3 separate regions of the Mus musculus genome follow, and regions 1 and 2 are each linked to region 3. A link is a contact called in public promoter capture Hi-C data. All regions are on one chromosome and are shown on one strand. The core of a region is the stretch at or near the end of the contact, and the rest is flanking DNA. Distances in the headings are between cores, read along the strand shown.

The links. Promoter capture Hi-C pulls out the DNA fragments that hold promoters and counts their contacts.
Region 1: a promoter capture Hi-C map of stem cell-derived epiblast-like cells shows a contact between it and region 3, with 4 times the contacts expected there. The contact joins the promoter of Zfp229 here to the promoter of Zfp13 in region 3. A contact is called at or near these places in 3 of 39 promoter capture datasets (cranial neural crest, embryonic stem cells and stem cell-derived epiblast-like cells) and 1 of 484 Hi-C or Micro-C datasets (embryonic stem cells).
Region 2: a promoter capture Hi-C map of cranial neural crest shows a contact between it and region 3. The contact joins the promoter of Zfp760 here to the promoter of Zfp13 in region 3. A contact is called at or near these places in 4 of 39 promoter capture datasets (the 3T3-L1 cell line, cranial neural crest, hippocampal neurons and 1 more) and 2 of 115 datasets of contacts at active chromatin or transcription factors (astrocytes and pancreatic cancer cells).

Annotation. Positions count from the first base shown.
Region 1 is chr17:21,732,263-21,735,187 of GRCm38.p6, forward strand. Zfp229 (zinc finger protein 229) reads left to right here and starts at 1,462. Exons shown (of 6, transcript NM_001164676.1): 1 at 1,462-1,696.
Region 2 is chr17:21,706,408-21,709,112 of GRCm38.p6, forward strand. It overlaps Zfp760 (zinc finger protein 760), which reads left to right and starts at 1,334. Exons shown (of 6, transcript NM_001008501.2): 1 at 1,334-1,486; 2 at 2,204-2,315.
Region 3 is chr17:23,584,631-23,587,557 of GRCm38.p6, forward strand. Zfp13 (zinc finger protein 13) reads right to left here and starts at 1,622. Exons shown (of 6, transcript NM_001356268.1): 1 at 1,331-1,622; 2 at 808-944. The coding sequence starts at 864.

The sequences.
Region 1 (2,925 bases), core at 212-2,711, 1.9 Mb before region 3:
TGATCTATATTTTGACTAAAATACATGGGCTATAGTTTTTAAAGTTTAAAAACTGTACATATTTGTTTTTAATAAGTAAAACAGTATTTTTAGTATAACATTGAAGCTAAATGGAAAAATATCTTGCCTCTAATTTGAAGCACTCATATTTTATTATTTCAGCATGTGAGAAGCAAAGGATAATTACTTGGCTTATTTTGTGAAATTGGTAACTCAGTGGGATGGCTTCCTTGGGAATCTTTTTCCCTGGGGGATATAACCCCCAAATATTTTACTTGATTTTTTTTAACACAAATTGTATGTTTGTTCTATTTTAGATTTGATCAGTCCAACACAAGTAGGCAGCATTGTAATTAGAGTCCTATTTTATGTGTGTTGATGCTGTGTTCATAAAATTTAGCCACTTAAGTGGCTGAAGAACTTAACTTTGTAGTTTCTACGAGAGGCACTTGGCCACGGAAGTATTTGTTTATGTTCTGCTTAAAGAGCAAAAGGGTTTTGTTGTCCCAGTCAGTAATGGGAATGACAAGGTTTTCCCATGAAGAACAGTGTCTTTACCCAAAGCAGTATGTGCCTGATGTCAAGTAAAGGGTGGGAGGGTCGAATTCCTTTCAATGTCTGTAAAGAAATTGATGCCTGCCAATGTGCTGTCAGAAAGCCTTTAAACAAAGAATCCCAAGATCAAAGCATCAAAGATTCAGGATGTTGATACTCCACGCGACCTGTGACATAAACACTGAAGACATATTGCTCTGAAGAAACAACAACAACACATACACACATAGACACACGCAAAGGGACATGCACAACGTTTACCAGGAAAATTAAGGAAGTCAAAAATGCCAGGAACAGATTACCAAGAAATATAGCCTATGTTTACTGAGAGCTTCTACTTTTTTTTTTTTTTTTCAAGACTGGATCTCGTTATGTAGCCCTGGCTGTGCTGGAACTCACTCTGTAGGCCAGGCTGGCCTTGAACTCAGGCCTGGCTCTGCCTTCTGAGTGCTGAGATTTTACAGGCTTGCAACACTACTGCCCAGTGAATTTCCTTTTTCCCCGTTACTTCATATTAAGTTTTCCTTAACACCTGGCCTTATTGGATTCATCTATTTAGTCCTCATTTTTCTCTCCACCCTTTGCTTGTGATTTCTTGATCTCCAGTCATTTTGTTCTGTCATTTTTAAGTTTCGTTCAGATATTTGAACCCTTTCTTTGGGCTTTCACGCCATTGAACAGTCTCTAGAACTGTTTTGTAGTCTGCCTCTAATTTGCCGTCCTTAGAGAACACTGCCCCCTTTTCACCCTTTCCCATGGCAATTGACATTTCTTAAGGTGTCTGCCGCCCAGTGGGCGTTGGATACTTGCAGTTTTCAGAACAACATAGCTGGGACCCTTGGGAAAGTAAACGGAACAGGAAGTAGGTGGGCGGGATTGGGTACGGTGAGAGGACACTTAATAGTGGGTGGGACCAGAGTAGGCAACATATTCCCAAAAGCGGGAGAGGGCCTCAGCAAAACTCGCCTTTCCCTCAGAAATTTCCGGGGACACCTAGTGCAGAATCTGGGCCAAGGACACTGCCCAGGGTCTTGCGGAGACGTGAAAACTCCCGAGAGCCGCAGGTGCCGCGCGGGGCATCCTGGTAGAGTCAGCAGCGCGGCGGCGGAAACCGCAGCCCGGCGGCCCTGGAACCTCCCAGGTCAGAGGCGCTGCGGGGCTGGAGCGGAGTAGGGTGTGATCGGTTTCTGGGCTACTCATTAGGACTCTGCTCTCATGAGCTCCTAAGAACTGGACAATTCCTGACTTTTTTTTTTCTTGTAAGGTTTTCAACATATTCTCTTAAAAATCTCACAATTCTCTTTGTTAGTTCGGAAAGAACAAAACACTTTAAATTATCCAAGCTTTTCAAGAGAGTAGCATTTAGAGCTGGTGGATTGTCAACCTAAAAAACTTGTTAGATATTAGTCACATAAGGATCGACAGAAGAATCACAAATATATTTTCACAAACTCCACAGTTATAGTTGTAATCATTAATATTTACTCTGTAGAATTTTATCACTAACTTGACATCTGAGATGCACACATTCTATGATGTAAATACAGTACTCAAAATCTTGTATTCCAGGTGAGGGTCTTAATGTTACATCTTAGAGTCCAGAAAGTCACCTTATGCATGCTGAGTGTGAAGATATCAGACCCTACAGTATGTTCAGTGACAAAGCACCACAGTAGAAAGGACCTTTGCATAACTGTGGCTGCTTACTTACTTCAGAAAACAGTCTCCAATTCAATGTGCCCTTGGTTCATAACCTGCACTTTACTCAAGGGCAGGTGGCCAAAGTGTTGCTTTTTATTTCAGGATTTGTTGATCTCCAGTGATGTGGCTGTGGACTTGTCCCAGGAAAAGAGGGAATGCCTACACTCTCTTCACGGGGCTTTTTGCATAGAGACTTCATGTTAGAATTAAAGTGGGATAAGGTAGAAAAGACCATTTATTTGATACTGAATTACTGATTTATTGAATGATTTACTTAAAGCACTGCTGTAGTGTTCTGCAACTTCATCTTGCTACTTGGAACAGAATGACCTGGAGAGGTGGCGGAAACAAAAGTCTTGCCCTTACCTACCTTACCCGCAAAGCTTACATCTGTCAGCTGTAACCTGCATTTGAAAAACCTCCAAGCTAACTGCCTTGATGCTTCAGGGAAGTCCTGCTTACTTTCCTTCTGGCCCCACCTTGTGCTTATAGACTATAAAATGCATATAGGAACTGGCCTGGAGACCAGGCCTTTCAGAGCTCTCCCACCTTTGGTCCATCTGTGACATCTATTCTTTCACTGGCAGTGGTGTCTCAGAGTGCTTATTCTAGAATGATTACAATAGAAGCACAGCCTTTGGTTACTGTGTGTGAGAAGAGTTTTCTGGA
Region 2 (2,705 bases), core at 84-2,583, 1.9 Mb before region 3:
GCTCAAGCCTTAAAACACATCAAAGAAGTCATACTGGGGAGAAGCTTTACAAATGCAATGCATGTGGAAAGTCATTTCCTCAGTTGTCAGCACTTAAAAGCCATCAGAAATTGCATACAGGAGAGAAGCCTTATAACTGTAAAGAGTGTGACAAATCCTTTATTCACTATGCCTCATATAGAAGGCATCAGGAAACTCATTCTCTAGAGAAATTATGCAAACACAAAGAATGTGGTAAGTACTTTCTTGAGTTATCACATCTTAAAACACTTTCCAGAATCCCTACTGGTGAGAAGCCTTACAAATGTGAGGTATGTGACAAATCCTTTATCCAGGACTCACATCTTAGACGACATCAGAGAGTTCATACTGGAGAGAGACCTCACAGATGTAAGGTGTGTGACAGATATTTTGCAAAGGGTTCAACTCTTCGAGCACATCAGAAAATTCATACTGGAGAAAAAAACGTAATAAAGCAATGATTGTGATATACCCTTTATCTAGCATACAAGTCTTAGAAGACATCAGAGAGTTCAGATTAAAGAGACCTTACATCTGTAAAGAATGTCACAAATCTTACTCGGTGCTCAACTCTAACAACACTTCAGAAAATTCATACTAAAGAAAAAAATACCCTTCTAAATAATGTGCCAGAGCATTTATCCGGTCTATACTTACAAATCACACCAGTATAAATAATATAAACATAAATATCTGGACATGGTGGTATAGAACTTTAATCCCAGCACTTGGGAGACAGTGCCAATTGGATCTGAGTTTTGAGTTTCAGGTTTTGGCTTGCCATTTTGTGTGTGTCCGTTGGGGATCGGACTCTGGCCTCTGAATTTAACCTGCTATTGTTTGATGTATGTAGCCCACAGGCTGCTAGTCAAGTCGAGACTATCTTGCATCTGAAAGGTTCCGAATCAAGAGTGTGGGGCAGGTTCTGGGGTGCAGTGTCCTACTAGATCCAGTTCTGGTCAAGGATGGCAGTGCTCATGGTGAGGCTGCGCAGAGAATGTGCAGAGCAGCCTGGCGTCTGGAGCTGTGTGGAAGGCAGCCTGAGACGGAGTGGGAGGGACCGGTCTCCACGGGGCGGGAAAACTGGTCTAGAAAAATAGAGCGAAGAGAAAACTAAAGCCCGCATGGAAGGCCTGGAAAACTCAATTGGACAAGGGATTTGAACCAGTGGGCTGGGTCAGAGAACCTACGTAACCGGAACCTATCTATAATAGGCGGACCCAAAGGCGGCTCCAGTGGCCGCAGGAGGGAGGGGCCGGAAAACCCTCCATTCTCTGAGAGGAAATCTTTGTTTAAGGGCTGGACGGCCGACACTGGCCAGAGTTTCAAGTAGATGTGAAAACTTCCTGCAGCCACTGGAGCCTCGTAGAACGGTCTGGGAGACTCGCCGGTCCGCACCACAGTGGCGGGAACCGCAGCCCGGCGATCCTAGCATCTCCCAGGTCAGAAGAGCTGTAGTAAACAGGTAGGAACTGGACCAGGGGCATGTTCAGTTTTCTGCTGCTCATAAGGATACCGTTTTCACAATTCTGGTGAAGGGTAATACCCTTGAAGATAAGTTTGAGAACATATGAAATGGGACACATGCTGATTTTACCATTTATCCGTGGTTTCCAGAATATTCTCAAGACTGTATCCCTTAGACTAATTGAGTTTATGTTTTGACCATTGAAAACACTATTCTTTTTGCTGTTATGCAAAAACTAAAACTGTTGGCATTTTCTAACGCCCTTGGTCTACCCGTTTCGTATTCAAGAGAGAGGAATTTGACATGGAGACTTTAAGGTCCCAGAGAGCTTGTTAACTACCAGCCCCATAAGGAGTAACTGCAGATTTTGATCAGTTTGTGGATTTTTTTTTTTTTTTTTTTTTGCTAAGCTACACAGTTATGTTTGTAAATTTTAACAATTCTTAAATAAAGGTTTTACTCATCACTCATTTTGCATTTGAGATGCATACACGCTGATGTGAATATAACAAATATGTGTTCTTATGCTGAGGTTTTAAGGCACACCTCAGGAGTCCAGAGAAGTACAGTATGCATGTTGAGAGTGAGGATAACAGGCCACACTGTTTACATTAGAAAACAGTATGTAATGGGACAAAGTTAGAAAGTATCTTTTCTGATGCAAGAAACACTCTGACAATGGACAAAGGGCAAACTGTTGCTTTGTAATTTCAGGGTTGTTGACATGCGGTGAACTTCTCTCAGGAAGAAGAGGAAATGCCTGGACCTCACTCATAGGGTTTTGTACTGAGATTGAATATTGCAGAATTGCAGCAGTCCTGTTTCTGTGAGTAACAATAGTCTCTTGCACTTTTCCTTGCTCCTCGGGGTTCCTGGGGAAATTACTCTGCATGTGTGTGAGCTGTGTGTGAATGAGATGAGCCTCACATCTCACAGAAGAAAGTGAAAGCCTCAGAGAAAAAGACAAAGTTTTCATGAAATTTCATCTGTTCTTCATGTTTGTTATTTTGGGATGTGTAAGGCTTCTTTCGTTTTTGTTCCATGATGAAACTAGATACTCAGTAGTTTATAATATCACTCCAGTAATACAGATTCATTTTTTTCCCTTGAGTTTTGATTGAGCTATGATTAGAAGTAGGATTCAAGTTATGGAAACTCAAAATGCTCCCTGAATATTTTCAGCATGCTGACCCTATGTAACAGTTGGGGGATCATT
Region 3 (2,927 bases), core at 372-2,871:
ACAGGGTATGACATCAGCAGAGAATGCAGATACACAAGGCTCACTGGGTATCAGAGGAAGGGACACTGGATACTGGTAACAATTCTTTAAGTGTCTACACCATAAAAGCAGCAGTACTTGTACCAGTGTATATTTATTAATAGTTATAACACCAACAGAACTAGGTGGGAGGATCCCAGTCCCGCTGACTTGGTCTGGTAGTTCTGGGTGTTCTCGCTTCATGGACCACAGGAGTCATCAGTTACAGGCTCACAAACTGCTTACAGACGACTCACACACTCATTATCTCCTTCGAGCCTACCAGTGACCTAGTAAGACAAGTGGGAGTGAGTCAACTTTACACACAGCACAAGTAGTTCCCACAGAGCAGGGCTGCCCAAGGTAACACACCAGGCCTGAGGCTGAGTCAGAATCCTCTAGCTCCAAGACCGGGAGTCCAAGCCTGGACCCACAAAGATGGCGATTACACACACACACACACACACACACACACACACACACACGCACGCACACACCTAGTAACAGGCAGAACTAGAACTTGGACACAGAGAGGTAAGCTATGAGGAGGTGCAACCCAAGAGAAAGAAAGTGGGCAGTAGAGGACTTTCCTGTGTTCTGTGGGCACTATGCCCCTTACTGGACAGAACAAAACCAGTTACACTGAAAAGACCAGTTGGAAGCTATTTTCCATGATTACACCTCTTCTCCCACAGTGACTCTCATGCTTCCTTTTGTCCAGACACAGGTTTTGAAAACACCCTCTCCTACAGTTCAAGGCATCCCTCCCTAGCTAGGATCCCAGGATACCTCATGGGATTTCTCCTCGTTCTCAGTAGCCGCGATGCTTTGACTGTCTGCAGACATCTTCCACTTCAGAGCCAGGAAAAACAGCAAATGGTTCTTTCCCTTGCTAGTCGAGCCCCGTCCAGGTTTTAGCCAAGAACCTGGAAAAGAGGAAAGTAATCACTACCGTAGGAACACTTCCAAAGTGTCCAGCACTCCCCATGCCTGACCACAGTGCATACGAAGTCTGCCAGCCCCTACGGTGCCCCGCGGTGAATGATATTTTCTGGTTTCTCGGAAAGGAATGGTATTGTCCCCTTTGTCACTGAAGCAAGAGCCCTAAATCTCAGTGAAGCCAGGTGATGGCAAGTGAGGGCTGAATCAGGGCTTCTTGTCAATGAGGTGCAGAAACTTCTGCGGAGAGCCTGCCAAGGAGGCGCCAGTGCGTTGATGCCTGCTGTGTGCCCCAGCCGGACACAGAGCTTCGCCTGAAACCCACAAATTAGCTGCCACCGTCAGCCGTTCTCTCAAAGCTGCAGCTTCCCACCTGGGAACGATCATCGTGGTCGTGGTCTGGGTGGTACGTGTCCTCATCTTCCCAATCCTGGGTCCAGCCCCTTCATTATCGCTTGCCAGCATTCCACCTTTGACCCTGCCCCCTTCTGCAAGCTGACTGCACGAGCCGATTTCCATGTGCCTTCCCTAGCATCCCCTTCACACAAGGAGGAAACAAAGGAGACCCGGGGGTGAAGGTGGGAATGGAGACCCCCTCCCTAGAGTGAAACCAGTGTCTGCAGCCAGAACAGAACGGATGGAGAAGCCCGGTGGAGGCTGGGATTAGGGACAACAGGAAGTTCCTTCCAGATCCCATTCCCCAACTCAGCTGTAGCTTTACAGAGTTCCCAGATTTGAGGGTTCCGGTCCTGGGGTCCCTTGCCTCTGCTGCACCTGCTTTTGGCTTGGGAGAAAGTGTCAGTGCTGGCTCTCAACGCTTACTATACCCAACGGTATCTATAAACACGAAACAGAAAAAACGGAAGATGCTCTGAGCCTTGTGGCACATGCCTTTAATCCCAGCACTCGAGTGGCAGAGGTAGGCAGATCCTTGAATCCTTGAGTTCGAGGCCAGCCTCGGCTACAGGGCGAGTTCCAAGACAGCACAGAGAAACTGTCTCAAAAACAAAACATAATTTCTGGTGTTTTGTGACTCAAAGACAGCACTGTAGTCATCATAACGGAGCAGCATTATTGCGCTGAATGGAAGGAGCAGAGCCATTCTCTCTCGCACACCACACCCACACATCAGAAGGTCTTTTACTCCTCTGGAGCACTTTGGACCCTCCCAAACTGGCAGAGTGCTCCATCCCTGAGTGCACTTAGGAAACAGGATGAGACTCTCTGTAGCCCACCCTGATGCCTACCTGTCTACAAGATGGGAGAGGAATTGGATTTTAAAAGAATCATTTAGGCTCGATAATAGAGGCGTATGGAGACTGACCCAGGGTGAATTTGAGAGAGGGGGAGGTATGGGGGATGAGTATAGTTCAACTACATTGTACAGAACTCTGAAGAACTAGATAAGATATCATGGATTTGTTGTCTCCGCTATGTAGCCCTAGCTTCCCTGGAACTCACTATATAGACCATGCTGTCCTCTAACTCTCAGAGATCTGAAGATACTATGGTTTTTAAAAGACAGAGAGTGGGGTGGAGGGGTGGAGTGATGGCTCAGAGGTTTAGAGCATTGGCTGCTCTTCCAGAAGACTTATGTTCAATCTCTAGCACCCACGTGGTGGTATTCCTAGCAGATCTGACACCCTCTTCTGAATTCCAAGTGTCTTGCACCCACATGCCACACAGACATATATACAACAAAATATAATAACTTTTAAATAGGGGCTGATTCAGTTGTCCAAGATCCTGATGCTACCTTCAGACCTGGGGAACTAAGGCTCTAAGGGGGAAGAAAGTGACTGTGCTTCTCATTCCATCCAGAACAGGTCATAGCAGTGTTAGGAGAGGGGTGGAGTCTTAGCCTGAGAACACTTCCTGGGGCGGAATGGTCTGCAGGAATTCATCCTGTGCCTGCTGGCTACAGCTCATCACTCATCGAGTCTTTTGAGACTGGATCTTTCATTCCAAAA